6 separate regions of the Mus musculus genome follow, and regions 2, 3, 4, 5 and 6 are each linked to region 1. Evidence: chromatin contacts called from public ChIA-PET, Hi-C and HiChIP or PLAC-seq data. All regions are on one chromosome and are shown on one strand. The core of a region is the stretch at or near the end of the contact, and the rest is flanking DNA. Distances in the headings are between cores, read along the strand shown.

What was found. Hi-C and Micro-C count contacts between places; a contact is called where the count stands out from the background. ChIA-PET counts read pairs in DNA pulled down with a chosen protein or histone mark. HiChIP or PLAC-seq counts read pairs in DNA pulled down with a chosen protein or histone mark.
Region 2: a FOXA1 HiChIP or PLAC-seq map of pancreatic cancer cells shows a contact between it and region 1. The contact joins the promoter of Hp1bp3 here to the promoter of Camk2n1 in region 1. A contact is called at or near these places in 2 of 484 Hi-C or Micro-C datasets (cerebral cortex and embryonic stem cells), 4 of 115 datasets of contacts at active chromatin or transcription factors (embryonic stem cells, memory CD8 T cells, microglia and 1 more) and 1 of 9 other capture datasets (pancreatic islet).
Region 3: a contact with region 1 is called in an H3K4me3 HiChIP or PLAC-seq map of embryonic stem cells, with 12 read pairs. The contact joins the promoter of Sh2d5 here to the promoter of Camk2n1 in region 1. A contact is called at or near these places in 2 of 484 Hi-C or Micro-C datasets (embryonic stem cells and nephron progenitors), 1 of 115 datasets of contacts at active chromatin or transcription factors (embryonic stem cells) and 1 of 9 other capture datasets (liver).
Region 4: an RNA polymerase II ChIA-PET map of memory CD8 T cells shows a contact between it and region 1, with 97 read pairs. The contact joins the promoter of Ddost here to the promoter of Camk2n1 in region 1. A contact is called at or near these places in 1 of 484 Hi-C or Micro-C datasets (uterus), 5 of 115 datasets of contacts at active chromatin or transcription factors (effector CD8 T cells, embryonic stem cells and memory CD8 T cells) and 1 of 9 other capture datasets (pancreatic islet).
Region 5: an H3K4me3 HiChIP or PLAC-seq map of forebrain shows a contact between it and region 1, with 3 times the contacts expected there. The contact joins the enhancer-like site here to the promoter of Camk2n1 in region 1. A contact is called at or near these places in 1 of 39 promoter capture datasets (hippocampal neurons), 1 of 15 datasets of contacts at CTCF or cohesin (embryonic stem cells), 2 of 484 Hi-C or Micro-C datasets (both in embryonic stem cells), 17 of 115 datasets of contacts at active chromatin or transcription factors (bone marrow-derived macrophages, craniofacial prominence, embryonic basal ganglia and 8 more) and 2 of 9 other capture datasets (liver and pancreatic islet).
Region 6: a Hi-C map of Th1 cells shows a contact between it and region 1, with 7 times the contacts expected there. The contact joins the promoter of Pink1 here to the promoter of Camk2n1 in region 1. A contact is called at or near these places in 1 of 39 promoter capture datasets (neural stem cells), 4 of 484 Hi-C or Micro-C datasets (Th1 cells and embryonic stem cells), 9 of 115 datasets of contacts at active chromatin or transcription factors (the 230-238 cell line, bone marrow-derived macrophages, effector CD8 T cells and 3 more) and 2 of 9 other capture datasets (adipose tissue and liver).

The regions. Positions count from the first base shown.
Region 1 is chr4:138,453,876-138,456,406 of GRCm38.p6, forward strand. Camk2n1 (calcium/calmodulin-dependent protein kinase II inhibitor 1) reads left to right here and starts at 1,273. Exons shown (of 2, transcript NM_025451.2): 1 at 1,273-1,476. The coding sequence starts at 1,311.
Region 2 is chr4:138,215,345-138,217,875 of GRCm38.p6, forward strand. It overlaps Hp1bp3 (heterochromatin protein 1, binding protein 3), which reads left to right and starts at 1,268. Exons shown (of 13, transcript NM_010470.3): 1 at 1,268-1,396.
Region 3 is chr4:138,249,142-138,251,672 of GRCm38.p6, forward strand. Sh2d5 (SH2 domain containing 5) reads left to right here and starts at 1,270. Exons shown (of 10, transcript NM_001099631.1): 1 at 1,270-1,367.
Region 4 is chr4:138,303,471-138,306,001 of GRCm38.p6, forward strand. It overlaps Ddost (dolichyl-di-phosphooligosaccharide-protein glycotransferase), which reads left to right and starts at 1,268. Exons shown (of 11, transcript NM_007838.3): 1 at 1,268-1,568; 2 at 1,685-1,795. The coding sequence starts at 1,409.
Region 5 is chr4:138,596,953-138,599,483 of GRCm38.p6, forward strand. All of the region lies in intron 8 of Vwa5b1 (von Willebrand factor A domain containing 5B1), which reads right to left. Among named protein-coding and RNA genes, the nearest start is that of Vwa5b1, 26 kb to the right of the region's middle. Within about 2 kb of position 1,274, at least 42 of the 459 cell types and tissues checked have an H3K27ac peak or open chromatin away from gene starts, as enhancers often do. A contact at or near this core is called in craniofacial prominence, embryonic basal ganglia, forebrain and 1 more, where this site is marked.
Region 6 is chr4:138,325,033-138,327,563 of GRCm38.p6, forward strand. It overlaps Pink1 (PTEN induced putative kinase 1), which reads right to left and starts at 1,264. Exons shown (of 8, transcript NM_026880.2): 1 at 801-1,264. The coding sequence starts at 1,187.

The sequences.
Region 1 (2,531 bases), core at 23-2,522:
CGCACAGAGGGACAAGAAGTGAGAAAAAGGCCTTCCTGGCAGATCCAGTGGGCACGGGGATAGAGGAATGCCCGGCAGGGTCTAAGTGGGGCACAAGTGTGGTGGGGGAAGGGAGAGGAGTGCCCGCGGGTGGCCCAGTACGCTCCGATCCTTGACCTCTGTAACTGGCCTCCAGGGAGGTCAGCATCCGCGTCCTTCCCGGCCGGTGCGTCCTCGGTCCCCTCCCCTCCCACTGCTTCGGGTTCCCCTCGGGAGTCACAGCCAGCCGAGCCGGCGCGCACAGGCTCCGGGTCGGGTAAACACCGCGCGGGAGGGGCGCGGGCCGTGCGGGGCGGGGCGGGGCGGGGCGGGGCGCACCGGGGCCCCTCAGCGCAGGCGGGACGGAGGGAACGGGGGCGGGGGCAGGAAGCCAGCCGCGGTCCGGCGCGGCCCCGTGACGTCGCTTAGCTTCCAGGGATCTCTCCCCGAGGCCCACGGGTCCCCTCCTCCCTCCCTCCTCTGGCGCCTCGCTTTCAGCCTGGGCTGGCATTCTCCCTAGCAGCTCGCAGGCTGCTCCTTCGTCCCTGCCTCCCTCTGTCCCCCCTCTCTCCTCCTTCCTTCTCCGACCCTCTATTTTTCCCTCTTTCGCTTCTCCGCTCTGCCTCTCCGATCCAAATCTAGTCTCCCCCCTTTTCTTTTTCTCCCTCCTTCCTCACCCTCCCTCCTCCCGCCGCTCCCCTTGCCTTCTTCTGTCTTTCTGTTTTTCTCCCCGTCGCCCTCTCGGTTTCTTCCCTCCCTCCCTCCCTCCCTCCGGGTTTCCTCCCCCTGCCCTCCCTCCTTTTTGCTCCCCTCCCCCTCGGCCGCTCGCTGCTTCACAGTCCCCGAGTCGCCGCCGCTGCCGCCGCCCGCATCCGCGGCAGGACTGGCCCGCGCGCTCCCCGGGGTGCGCCCACCTCGGTCCCGCGCCCTCCGGGCTCGCAGGGACACCCTCCTCCCCGCGCGTCGCGGCCCCGCCCGGCTCGGCCCCCGCCCCGCGCCCGAGAGCGCCGAGGATGTGAGTCCTGCCCGCCGCTGCCGGAGCAGCAGCCACTCGCGCGCGGAGCCCGAGCGCAGCGCAGCTCAGCTGCGGGCGCTCGTTGGGTCGCTCGCGCGGGCTGCGCGCTCCTGCCCCAAGCGGTGTCCCTCCCCGGCCTCTCGCCGGCCCCAGCGCCGCGGCAGCCCCGAGGGCCGTCCCCGGCCGGCCATCCCCGGCCCCAGCGCCGCTGACCCTGTCCTCCGCGGGCGGGGACGCGGGCGGAGGAGGTGCCGCCTCGGAGCCCCCGGACGCGACCATGTCGGAGGTGCTGCCCTACGGCGACGAGAAGCTGAGCCCCTACGGCGACGGCGGCGACGTGGGCCAGATCTTCTCGTGCCGCCTGCAGGACACCAACAACTTCTTCGGGGCTGGGCAGAGCAAGCGGCCTCCCAAGCTGGGCCAGATCGGCCGGAGCAAGCGCGGTGAGTTCCCCGCCCCTTACCCCCTGCGGTGCTGGTGCTGCAGCCTGGCTGGGGCTCAGGGGTCCCCGCGGTAGTAGGAGGACCATCTGCGAGATCTAGGGATCCCTCCTGCGGCGGAAGCTGGATCAGGCCTCGGGCAAGAGTCCCCGCTTGTCCGGGCCACCAGCGGGGTCACCCGGGGGCGTGGTAGCCTCTACTTGCTGCCGAGGCCCAAAGGTTATACCCGCGTCCTCAACCGCACCAAAGTTTGCTTTTAGGTTTCACACCCCTCCCCCTTTTTGCGCAGTGGAGTCGCATCTGCACTCTCTCTGCTCGGCCACCCTGGGGTAAGGGGTCCTGGAGCTTCTTAGGGGTCTGCGTGGGGCGCTGCAGGGGAAGGACCTTAACTCCCGCGGGGAAGGGCGAGGAGCATTCAGGTCGCACTGGCTTTTCACTGTTACTTGGCAGAGGGGAGAAGGGTGGTCTAGCCTGAGATATTGGAGTTGGAGAAGCCCCAGGGAAACCGAGACTCAGGGTGCTGCCGGAAAAGACTGGGGTGGCGAGGTGAAGTGGGGAGATGGTCGGGAGACCGAGGTGGGCTGAGAGCTAAAGCGAGGGAGCTGTAAGGGAGCCTGGGACTCAAGTCTAGGGAGGACGCTGAAGTGCTGGAACAATGAGGGTGACAGACAAGGAGACCTACGGGTAGAGACCCAGAGTTCTGGACAGGTGATCTGATCATCCAGTACAGGGACCGGTGGAGGGACTGAGAGAGGCCAGTGGAGGCAGTGAGGCAGGCGGAAGAGGCAACTGAAGGTAAAGCCCCAGGCGGCAGCGAAGGGAGGTTCTGCCCTTTGCGGTGGCACAGAGAGCGGAGGGGCGGAGGCTACAGACCGGGGAACGGGGAAGGGAGAACGGGAGGGGGACACCCGTTCAGGCCAGGCCTAAACTTTGCAGCCGCTGATCGGCGTGGGAACCTACCCCAGCTTTCCTTCCTGCTCCGGGCATCTTTGAACCCGGCCTGGGCTACCGCCACCAGTGATCTGAAGACCTCAGTTTCCCTTTCTCTCCTTAAGAAT
Region 2 (2,531 bases), core at 18-2,517, 240 kb before region 1:
CAGACAGCTTACAACCTACTAACTCAATTCCCAGGAGTGCAGACAATCCTTAGACATCTGCACACACCCGGAACACATACAAACAGGTACACACACATATAAAAAATTAAAAGATGGTTTTAAAACAGAATTCTTCAAAAAGACCAAAATCCCTTTTTAATATTTAATTTTTTTTTCATATGACATACTTGATCAGGTCCCCTCCTCTCCAAATCCTCTCAGATCCTCCCCATAAATCCCTTTGAAGAGATTGCCCATGATCCCAGTGTTCAGGGGAATGGGTGATGTCACTAGTACAGACGCTCACCAGGGAGGAATTTTTGGTGGGGTGATTTATTTAATCTTCTTAGAACCCTTGGAGTTTCAGCCACTCTGGCAGGTGGAGAGGACTGAAAGTGTGTCTAATTGGTTTCCGTAATAAGCGCTTTGATTGACCTGCAGTTGCGGTGCCATGCATGTACCAGGCCGATACCCACAAGACTCCGGCTACTTGAGGTACATTGAATTTTTCCAAAGTGGCTTTGAAGAACTACACCTGCAATCCTTCATTTCCTTTTCCTTCTTTACACAGGCTCTCGTGCATTCCAAGCTGGCCTCAGGTTGGTTACCTACCCAAAATGGCCTTGAAATTTCGATCCTCTTGATGCCACCTATTGAGTCTGCGTCATCACACTGGGCTCTAGGTGCTGGCGATGGCACCCAGGGCTTTCTTCAGACTAGACACATACTAACAACTAAACTACTTCTTCAGCCCCAAGAACTACAATTTTCAAAGGCGGTGGTGTGCACATTACATGAATAGGCAGATCTCAACGTAAAGTGCCAAATAAAAGGCGACTCCCTTCTAATTCCGTGGTTTCTTTTGGGTGCTGGGGGTGGGGAAGCTGTCTGTGCATGCAAATCAAGAAGCTGGGGGCAGCCCGGCTCACGCATCTTCCAGGCCGTGTATGACCAGTCCTTGCTCACTACACTGCCAATTCCCTGTGGACTCAGGAAGTGGCTGTTGTTGTCTAGCACCGTCTTCCAGGGCTAAAGGGAGGCTGGAACCCCAAACCCGAAGGACTCGGGGTCGGAGACAGAGACTGCGCCGAGCACGCAGGACGCAGCCAGGAAGCTAGCGCTCCCAGCCACGCTCTGCCTCCCGTCGTCCGCCGTTCCCCCCCACCTCCCCCACGAGCGCCCTGTCGCGCCCCTGCGCGCCCGCCCGGGGACCCACTTGGCGGGCGCGCGCGGGGGCGGGGCCGGCGCGGGGGCGCGCGCGTGAGGCCGCGGGCAGGGGGGCGGGGCGGCAGAGCTCGGTGCCCGGCCTGGAGGACAGCGGTGTCGCGAGTCGGCGATCGGTGGTCCGCGGCAACGCCGAGAGGCCGTACGGGAACGCGGGCGCCGGAGCTCAGAGGTAACGCGGGATGGACCCGGACCCGGCGCGCAGGGAGTGGGCGCGAGCTCCGTGCGCGAGTGAGTAGCGGAGGGCCACCGGCCTGGGCGCTGACGCCGCTGCCCGGGCGCAAGAGGCGGGACGCGGGCACCGAAGGCCGGCGGCTTTTGTCCGTCCGCCGCGGCCGCTGCGCCCTCTCGCGTCGCGCCCGCCACCCGGCCCCTGCCCCTGGCGCGCGGGCCACTCGGGCCCCGCGGCGCGCGCTCCCGCCCTTGTTTTGTTTGGACTTGGGGAGGAGGGGCAGCTCTTCTCGGGTCGGGCCCACCCCCCCTCCGTGCTTGTCTCAGTGCGCATGCTCCGGCGTGCGCCGCGGAGCCCTATTGGCTGCGGGCTTGCGCATGCTCCGAGGCCTGTGGCCCGACTTCCGCCGCGCCCTCCTCCCCTCGGCCTACTGTCAACTTGTCTTCAAGCCCGGTTCGAAAGATGCCGGCACTAGTGAGTGGCTGCGGCGGGCCCGCCCTCCCGGCTTCTCCGCCCCCGCCGCCGCCGTGGCCGCCATTACGGAGTCCCCAGTGGTGAGTGTGCAGAGCTGAGGCCACGCCGGTCGCCGCTGGTCGCCGCCGGGTCCCCGCAGCCAGGAGCGCGGCGTGGTCTCTGCGCGGTACCTCCGCCGCCGCCCTCAGCAGTCCCGCGCCCATCTTACTCCCCACTCCCGCTAGCCCTGCGCTGTCACCGCCACGGCTCTCTGTCGCGCAGCCGCTCGCTCCCGCCTTTGTCTTCGCTGCTCCTCCGGGCGATGCTCAGCCTCTGGGCGCTGTCGCTTCGCTGCTGTCGCCGCCGCCGCTACCCCGACGGCCTTGCGCTTCTGTGTCCCCCGCGAGCCTACACCTCCCCCGGCCTCCGCCGCGCTCCCCAGGCCGGCGCAGGATTGTCAGTGGCAGCCGTCTTAAGCCTAGGCCCGAGTCGATCCAGACTTAAGCAGGCAGTTTTCCTTAACGCCCTTGAGCTAAACCCTCCTTCACAGCCAGAAGTGCTCATGACTTCTCCCCCAGGCTGCTTTACTGCCCTTCTCCGACTGCCCGTTGCTTTGGAGAACGAGTCTTATTAGACCTGGACCTCATACGCAAGCATCTTAGACGTGAAATGTGTCTAGAGA
Region 3 (2,531 bases), core at 20-2,519, 200 kb before region 1:
ATTTTATTCTATAAAAAGTGCATTTTATTTAAAAATAAAATAAACTAAGATGAAGTAAGGAGCTTTAAATATTTCTTTTTAAGAGTTAGGAGGGAGCCTTTTCGTTTTTATGTATCCTGAGTTGCCCGTTTGGTGAACTGAGCTTGCCCCCCCCCTCCCCCCCGTTGCTCCTTCACTGTCCAGGCCTGGAGACTGTTAGGGAGATTCCTTACCATTCTGCACAGGGGAATTGCCAAAGGTCACAGACAAAAGAAATTCAAAATAGCATCGGTATTTACTGACCCTTCACTTACCAGGTCAGTGTCCCTGTCAGGCCTTCCAGTTCTCACCTGGCTGAGTCAGGGGTGGTAATGGCTATGGGAGAGGCCCTGGAGGATTAACATGATTAAAGTGTTAATCTAAGTCCCACTGGGGAGAGAGAAGTGCCTGGTTGTGGGCAACAATCACACCTTATTGTTGCCTCTGGAAAGGTGTTAGGAGCTCTGCAGAGACAAGGGATGCCCAGAGCCGTGCCCTGCGCACTCTGCACTGCACCTGGGAACTCCCCTGAGGCTGCAGATTCAGGTCCACCTTCTCGCGGGCTCTGTCATCTGTCTTGGTGTCCCTCCCTGGGTCTGAACCCTTATGTCCTGGATTTCTGCGGTGTGCCACACGGGCAGTTTCTGATGCGTTCTCTCTGCAGATTTCGGGTTTAATACACACCACGCGCTTGCCTGGCTCGGATTTGCGATTTATTTGGGCCACCTACTGCGCTCCTCACCTAATGGGATCAGAAGAGCTCGCCCTCTCGGCTCTGTGCGCGCGCTGGCTAAATTCACTCACCATTTCCCCATCTAAGTGGATTTCCGTGAGGCCGGAAGGACAAGAGTCACCACTCCTGCTGGACCCCAGCTGAGCGGTCCAATCAATCTCCACCCAGTAAGTGGATTCATGCCACCAAGTCCTCTGCCATTTGCGTGTGAAGGGGTGGGTCTGCAAGGTCATTGAGCGACCGTGCAGACCTAGTGGAGTAGCTAGGTCTGCCCCGAGGAGCAGACGAGTAGCGAGGCCCTGAGCTCACCGAGTCTGGACAGCTTCGTGGAGGAAGAGCGACAAGGAGGAGCCAACCCAGGTCGCAGCGTGGGCGGAGCCAGGTACCCTCGCAGCCTCTGATTGGGCGGCACGGCGGAGCGGAGCGGCTCCGATTGGCTGGTGAGGCCGGCGCCGCGGCCAGGTGATGCCCAAGGGGTCGGATCCCAGGGCCACGTGGGGGGCGCGCGGCGCGGGGGCGGGGGCGTGTGCGGGGGTGGGGCGGGCCCCGCGCTGGGTAGGAGCAGAAGCTGCGGGAAACGGAGCTGTGAGACCTGCCAGGAGGCGCGGTAGCGGTGGTGAGTGCTCCTGGGAACCCTCCGGGGGCTGGGCCGAAGCCGGGAGGGTCTTCCCAGAGCGAGCCGCACCCCCACTTCCCTCCGCCGGCAGTTGCCATCACCTCAGTCCCCGTCACCATACCTCCCTTTCTGGCGCCGGGGCACCTGTGCCCCTCCGAGAACCTAGCGCTGCGTGGGGATGGTGACGCTTGCGAGATCGCTGTCTGCGCTCGCACGCGCTCCGCACCTCCGCTCGCGATCCTTTCCGCGTCTTCCCTATCCAGCCTTGTGTACTCCCCGCGACCAGATAGATTTCGGGAAGAACAGAGGCTGATGAACAGACCCAGGAGGTGGCTGCCTTCGCGGTCCCCTTCACAACTGAGGAACTGGAAGCTGGCAGGCCAAGGTCACATCAGCCAAACCTGCTGAACCCCAGTCCAGTCCCTTGTTGCGCGGGTCCAGGGCCTGTGGAGATGGTAGCAGAAGTGTGCTGGGCTGGGAGCCCAGCCTTTCTAAACAGTTCCATACCTAGCGCCTGAGTTGTTGCAGCTATGAGGCTACTACTGGCTACTTCTGCACAGATACAGACCCAGTGTATACCAAGGATGGATGCCTGCTTGGGGGCCCCATAGACTGTAAGCAGAAGGGTACTGCCTAGCCTCGGCAGAGAGTCCTGGGTTTGCCAGCTCTCCATCCTGTGATGTGTGCCTTTAGTCCAGTAGCTGGGGTCTGCAGGCTTGGGAGTCTCCCAAGTACCCTGAATGGATAGATTGTTGAGTTTTATGGTGCACAGGGCCCTGTGATTGGACGTGAAGTATAGAGTTAACATAGCCAGTCTCCTGCTCCTAAGGAGAACACCCCCCCCCGCCCTCTGGAAAATAGAAGCCCGTATGTGCCTCTGTAGGTATGACCTGGCCGCAGCAGACAAACCCCTGTGGGAAACTTTTTTTTTGGTTCAAAGAGATGAGTTGGGTGTGTGGTCGTTTTCAGGGTTTCAATGAACCCTGGTGACCTCCTTGGTCTAAGGCAGGATCAGACTGGAAGAGGGGCACACAGTTCCTGTTTCTGGGGAGGCTAAATATAAGGAGGCTGGGGACGACGGCCAGGTGCTTGGAGGATGCTGTCCACCCGCCTTCTCTCCCCCCCCCCCCCCCCCCGCTTCTATATGCCCCTTTCCCCCACAGA
Region 4 (2,531 bases), core at 18-2,517, 150 kb before region 1:
GGTCACATCCAGCTGGCCTGGGACTTGCATGTAGCTGAGGACAACTTTGCACTAATTATCCTGATGTTTGTATCTCGAGTGCTGAGGTTACAGCTGCCAGCTGCCATGCCTAGTTTTCTATGATACTGGGCATCAAACCCAGGCCTTCCTGCAATCTAGATAATGCATGCATCTTACCCACTGAAGTACACATCCCTAGACCTCTACGTTTTATTTCTGTCCTGAATCTTGGGTTGGTGTGTGTGTGTGTGTGTCAGAAGACAACTTGCAGAAGGCCGTTCTCTCCTTCCACCGTCTGGGGCCCAGGGATTGAACTCACGACGTCAGTCTTGGTGGCAAACAAGCACCTTTATCAGCTGAACCATCTTGCTGGCACCCCATGTTGGCTTATAGACAATTCCGCTAGGCACCACGCAGCAGCTTGGGTAGCCGCCAGCCAGGTGCGAGCCAGGCGTGTAAGGACTCCTCTCGGCTAACCTGCCTCTCTCCCTATCTCCTATTCTCTCCTCTCTCCCCCCAGATGTTCTCAGCTGGCCTCTTCTCTACCATTCTCTGTTCCCCTTTTCGGTCTCTACCCCGTCCCAAGTCCCCTTCCCTTCCACCGACGATAAATCGTCTTTACACTAGGTCTGTCGCGTGGCTTGATTGTTCAGGGGATCACCTTGGCCGGCCAGCCAAGTTGCTCCCTCCCGCCGCATTATACCAGCTCTCAATATGTGACCCCAGCAGGCCTGGACTCACTATGTGGACCAGGCTGGCCTCGAAGTCACAAAGATCTGCCTCTGCCTCCCACTCGAGTGCTGAAATTAAAAGCACGAGCCACCAATCCTGGTTGTGAAGAGCCTTTTGATCACTAACCTTCTCCTTGGCCATCCACCCTGTTTCGGGCCTGGCCAGAGCCTATTTCCCCACCTCATTGCTCTCAAGAGATAAGGGCCTGCTTCCGAGCCCGTTAGACTAGCGACAGGCGAGGAATTCACCCCTATCTGGTCCTGGTAATGACAACTGCGTCCTGGGGGAAAAGGGGCGGCTGCCTAGGAAACGGAAAATCTGGAGACGCTAGAGGAGAGTTTGAGAGATGTGGCGGGAGCTAGCCTGGGCGGAGGCAAAGGGCGCCCGGCTTTGTTGATTGGCAGCAGCTACGGAGCTGTCTCTCTTGGATTGGCCCTTTTCCATGGGGGAGGCGGAGCCTCAAGTGCGTTTCGCCAATAAGGTACAGAGACTCGGCCTCCGGAGGGCCACTTCCGGTGGCGTTCCCTGCTTCTTGGTCCGTCCCCGCAGCGGCGTGGGCCGCGGGGCCACGGAGTACCCGGACCGCTTCCAAGTGGTACTCCGCCGCTGCGAGCGGCCATTGGGCGGCCGCGAGGGACGCTTCCGGTGCCCAGGTGCTGGCCTGGGCTGCTGGGAGATGAAGATGGATCCCCGCCTCGCCGTCCGCGCCTGGCCCCTCTGCGGGCTGCTGCTGGCCGTGCTCGGCTGCGTCTGCGCCAGCGGCCCCCGCACCCTCGTGCTGCTGGACAACCTGAACGTGCGGGACACGCACTCGCTGTTCTTCCGCAGCCTGAAGGGTGAGCGCCGAGCAGAGCCGAGGGAATGGCCCGGGTTGGGGCGGAGACGGCAGCCCCCTCCGAGGGCTGCAGCAGGGATTCCTCTCCTGACCGGGTTCCGGGTTTCTTTCCTCCAGACCGGGGCTTTGAGCTCACCTTCAAGACCGCAGATGACCCCAGCTTGTCCCTCATTAAGTACGGGGAGTTCCTCTATGACAACCTTATCATCTTTTCCCCGTCGGTGGAAGGTAAGGGCGCGCGTCGCCCCTCGAAATGGGATTGGGGGGGCTCAGGAGACGGCTGTCTTCTTGTTCCTGGGCATGTTCTGGGTCTTGGGGTGAGTTTCGAAGTATAGTAGAGGAAAATGTTAATTGCAGCTTGGGCCTCGGAGATTTCATCCGTCAAAAAGATACAGCTAAGGATAGAGTGCCAAATGTCACCCGTAGACATTTCGCTTCTGGAGAAGGGGGTTTTCTCTAACAAGGGTCCTGATAAAGAAACTCTTGATTTGACTTGCTTGTGTACAAAGATTTGTCACATTATTAACATGGATTGCTGTAAAAAGTCATTCTGCAGGTCATAAGAATACAAATAGATACATACCCATCAACCCTTAAGGCCTGATGGATGTGTTTTGGCTGACCAACACAAGGCTAGTTGGTATTGGGGGTGGTGGGAAATATGCATGTATGTGAGGTTGTGCACACTTCTGTGGACGTGTAGAATCGGGTCACCTACTCTGTCACACTCCTCACTCCCTTAAGCCAGGGTCTCTCACTGAACCTGAAGCTTGCCATTTTGACTAAGCAGGCTGGACAGTGAGCTCTCAGATCAGTCTCTGCCTCCTGATGCTTGGGTAATAGGCACCGCTTGTCATTCCCAGCCCTTACTGGAGACTTGAACCCAGTGACCGACCTGTGGCTGCCTGCTAAGCCATCTCACCAGCCCTCAGAGACTACTGAATGGAGTGAAGATCTGTAACTT
Region 5 (2,531 bases), core at 24-2,523, 140 kb after region 1:
GCATTTCCCTCCCTCCTAAGACTTGCTTTCCCCAAAACTTCTACCCACTGGACCATAATGAATGACTCAAACATCCCGTGCCCAACCACCCTTGGCAAGGCTTTCCCGGAGTAATTTCTGTGCCTTCCTCTGAAAGGGTCATGCTTAGCCGAATGGATTGCGCCAGCCTTGAGACGTTTGTGAAGGGATGACCTTGAGCCCAGTGAGTAGAGCTAGGAAAAAGCAAGGGGAGATTCCACAGGGAAAGGGGTCTGAAGAATGGGCCAGACAAACGCACGGTCAGAGAATTCTGAAGCTCTGAAGGTGGGGGAGGGCTGCCGTCCACAAAGGGGATTTTTTTTTTTTTTTGCTCCTAAACAATTTCATTTTAATGATGATAACTTCCTGGAGTGCTTTCATGAGGAGGACACAGAGACATAGTCCAGGCTTAGCAGGAGTGGGGTGGGGGTGTTGGGAAATAGACAGGATCAGTTATTGATGTCCACCTGGGCTAAGGAGAAGGAAGCAGAGGGCCACGTAGCATACAACACGTGACACACATCACGTGACATACATTTGGCCTCCCTGAATCAACCCTTTCTTCTCTCTTCATAGAAAAGATGAATGAAGTCCAGCATTGAGAATCGGTTTGTCCAAAACCACATAGCAATTGTGACAGAATCGATTCCGGACCCTGGGATTGCTCCTTCAACAATGGCATGTAGTAGAAATGACATACTCAAACAAGAGAGCTTTTTAAAACCAGAGGGCATGTCCCGCTCCTCATAAGCCGTGCATGCGAACTGAGCAGAGATCTGGAAGGCTCGGGGGCCCCTCCGCCAGCCCTGAGAACCTGGGAAAAGCACATCACTTCTTAAGGACTCAATTTCTTTAGCCCAGAAAGGAGGGACAGGGTATGAAATTCTCTCCCAAAGTGCTTTAGGTTTATAATGCTGGGCCACTCTTAGGTGACCATGAGGGTATCTCAGTGTGGCTGCAGAACAGAATACAGAAAACCAGAGGATCAGGAAGGATACTGCGGCAGCACTCCAGCACCATGGACAGCTCCCCACCCGCCTCCACCTCTGGCGGCCCACAGGTAGAAGGTAACCACCCTCATGTCTCACATCCATTCGTGTCAAATGCTTTCAGAGGATATTGGCTTTCATCTATGATGCCTCTGCCGCTTTTCAAGACTAGGAGGGACTAAAAGGCTGGCCTCCTTGATTCCACTCAAGTCCCGCCCCCTTGCTGAGTCTGTTGCCCTGGAAACAAGAGCTTGCTTCATGGGTACAATAAAGGGGAAGGATAGCCTCGGGTGACAGGAGAGCCCAATCTTTTCTTGTCCCCTCCTCAGCTACAGTCTATTACTCAGTCCAGTAAATAGAATGAGGAGTTTTATGCAGAAGTACAGAGATAGGCCACATGAGGACAGATGACGACAAGACAGTCCTCTCTCTTAATGAGTTCATAACTCCAGATGGGGAGACAGACACCCGCAGAATCACAATAAAAGGGAACACTGTATGATTCCATAACAAGATAGTGATTTCCTGACAGGGAAGAGGGGTTTCATGGGCTTTGTGGTGGGTGAGGAGGGCTCTACCATTCTTCTGCAGTTTTATTTAATTTAATTAATTTACTTATACAGACACGCACAGACACACACACACACACACACACACACACACACACACACACACACATTTTTTTGGTGGAGCTTCCAACACAGAGAAAACAAACCAAACTCTCTGACTGGTTATCAAGTTGGTACGCTACACTAGACTGTGAAGTTTGTGAGTCTAGTGTCACTGGACTGTGAATATGTCAATATCTTGGTTTGTTTTTTGTTTTTGTTTTTGTTTTTGTTTTTGTTTTTTCTTTTTCTAAGAAGACTGCATTCAGGGCTCTGCTGCACCATTAGTCATTTGGGAAAAAGAATAACTAAATTAAAAAAAATTTAATGTGTGTGCATGTGCGCACATGTGCGCATACATGCATATGTGTGATATGTGTGTGTGAATCTGTCTGTGTGTGTATATATATATGTATGTATGTGAATCTCTGTGTGTATTTATGTGTGTATATATGTATGTATATATGGATGTATTACATGTGGTCTGTGTGTATGTGTGTGTGTGTGAATCTGTTTGTGTATTATGTATGTATGTATGTATGTATGTATGTATGTATGTATATGTGTGAATCTGTGTGTATTTATGTGTGTACATATGTATGTATGTATATATGTATGTATGTATTATGTGTGGTCTGTGTGTATGTGTGTATATATGTGTGTGTGATGTGTGTGTGAATGTGTGTGTATGTGTACATGCACATGTGTGCAAATGCTCATGAAAGGCAGATGTTCTTGGGCCCTGCTCTCTGGCACTCCCAATCTTAGTTTTTGAGACAAGGTTTATCATTAAACTGAAGCTGGCTTACTAGGCTGACTGGCCAGTGGGTCACAGAGGTCCACCAGCCTCTGCCTCCCAGTGCAGAGATGACAAGTGGGCACCACCACACCTGGAAATTTCTTTTTAAACATGAAT
Region 6 (2,531 bases), core at 14-2,513, 130 kb before region 1:
GTGCACACCTTTAATCCCAGCACTTGGGAGGCAGAGGCAGGTGGATTTCTGAGTTCGAGGCCAGCCTGGTCTACAAAGTGAGTTCCAGGACAGCCAGGGCTACACAGAGAAACCCTGTCTTGAAAAACTAAAAAAAAAAAAAGTTCAAGACAAACCTGGGCTACATATACAAATCAAGGCTCTGTCCCCCTTTTATGCATCCCAAAAGAAAAGAAATTTACTCAAAGCCATTTGTTACAGTGCAACAGAGACCAATAATCAGCAGCTTTTAAACCATACTGTTTGCAAAGTGTCGGCATATCAGGCCATCAGTAATGGGAAATAGGTCAGCCTTAATTAACAGATCAATTCCAAGAAATGTATAGTCCAAGTCATAGATAGATTTTAATCTTTGCCTTATCCCCTGATCTACCTACCCCCCCCCCCAAGGTCTAGGCATGTCCTCATGCTCTTAGACACATAACTAAGATGCCACCAGCCACTCAGTCTGGTCCACGAGTACCCCACCCCCTTAAATTGCCCAATCACGGCTCAGAGACCTGCCCTTCCCAATGCCCAGGCTCCTACCACGCCCTGGTTCACGACCCGCCCCTACACCACTAGGATTCTGAGGCTGCCCCAACAACTATCCAACTAACTCCGCCCTTGCTGTCCAATTTGGCCCCGCCCCACCCAGATCACTCACTCTCCTAACCCCGCCTCCTCCTGGCCTAGGCCCCGCCCCGGCCCGGCTGGCCTCAGGGCTACACTCTGGCCCGGTTCGGCCCGCTCCCGGCGCTCCCGCCCACCGCCGCTCTCACCTGGATCTCCTGACAGGCCGAGGCGGCCCTCCGGCCTTCCGCCTGCTTCTCCTCGATCAGCCCCAGCCCCAGCCCGAAGGCCAGGAAGACCGCTCGGCCGCAAGGGCCTGCGCCGCCCCGGGCCCGCACCATGAACTGCCTCTGGATCCGCGCCGCCAGCCCAGCTACCGACTGGCGGAAGAAGCGGTAGCGGTCCGGGAGGGGGAGCCCGACCGGCCGAGGCTGTGCTCCGGGGCTTACGACCTGGCCTGGGCGCTCTCCGCGGCCCCAGGCCGCCGCGGGGCCGGGCTTCCCCCAGCCGAACAGCGGGCCGGGCTTGGGCGCGAAGCGCAGCAGCAGCGCCCGACCCAGCTGCAGGCCTCGGCCCAGTGCCTGTCGCACCGCCATGGTGGCGCGGTGACCGGAGCCAGCTGCCACCGCCACAAACGTCTGGGACAACAACAAACTTCGGGGGCGGCGCCTGTGCGCAAGCGCGGGGGGCGGTCCCCGGCAGTTCTCCTGCGCAGCACGCGGGGGCGCTACCCGCTCATCCCTGCATCCCTTGGTGCAGCTGGTTTGCACTTTGAACCCAGGTCGAGGGGTTGTGAACAACTTCACTGGTCCTGGTTAAGATGAGACGTTGAGCCAGGAAACTAATATTTGTTATCAGTCACCGATCCAGGCCCTTTACACCTGTTAGCTAGTTTGACTGTCCCCCCCATGATATGAGTGCCAATTTTGTAGATAAGCGACTGTGGTGTTTCCAGATTGCTTGCAGGTATTAGAGTTGAGGTTGAAGTTCACACTGCCCTGGCTATCGAGGGAAGACCTTGGCTCTTCTCCCCCACTCCCAAGTGCTCTCATGCTCCTGTACAGACAGGTTGGAGGTTCCGGGGCTTAGATCTTGGAGGGAAATCTTGACCAAAGGCCATAATTTATGCACCAGTGGGTGCAGGAGCTGAGGTCTGAGACTGACTGGGAGACTTAACCAGAAGCCACCCAGATGCTTAATAAATCCCTATGACTTAAACTGCTTGTTACGAATAGCTAGCTGATAATAAGGTTATTAACCCTGTTACTATTTTTACTCATTTTATTTTACTTTATTTGAGACAAGGCCTTGCATAGCCCTGGTTGGCTTGGAATTCTTCCTGTAGACTAGGATGGCCCTCTGGAGTGTGGGGATTACAGGTATATACCACCACATCAGGCTGAATAATCTTTTTGCTTGTCTCTGACTTAAGCATAATTTTGTGTGTGTGTGTGTGTGTGTGTGTGTGTAAAATCACATAATACCAAATACTGGTCATCCAGTGAAATTTTTAATTTTTTTCAAAGCCTATTTTTTTTGGGGGGGGGGGGTGTTGAGACAGGGTTTCTCTGTATAGCCCTGGCTCTCCTGGAGCTCACTCTGTAGACCAGGCTGGCCTCGAACTCAGAAATCCACCTGCCTCTGCCTCCCAAGTGCGGGATTAAAGGCGTGTGCCACCACTGCCCAGCCTTCAAAGCCTATTTTAAATGATGGTTCTTCAATGCTTTAACCTCTCTTTTAACCCACTACCCACCAGAGGTAGTGTTGGGAGCCGCCCCCACATTCGCCGTCACAAGATGGCGCTGACATCCTGTGTTCTAAGTGGTAAACAAATAATCTGCGCATGTGCCAAGGGTATTTTACGACTACTTGTACTCTGCCTTTCCCGTGAACGTCAGCTCGGCCATGGGCTGCAGCCAATCAGGGAGTGATGCGTCCTA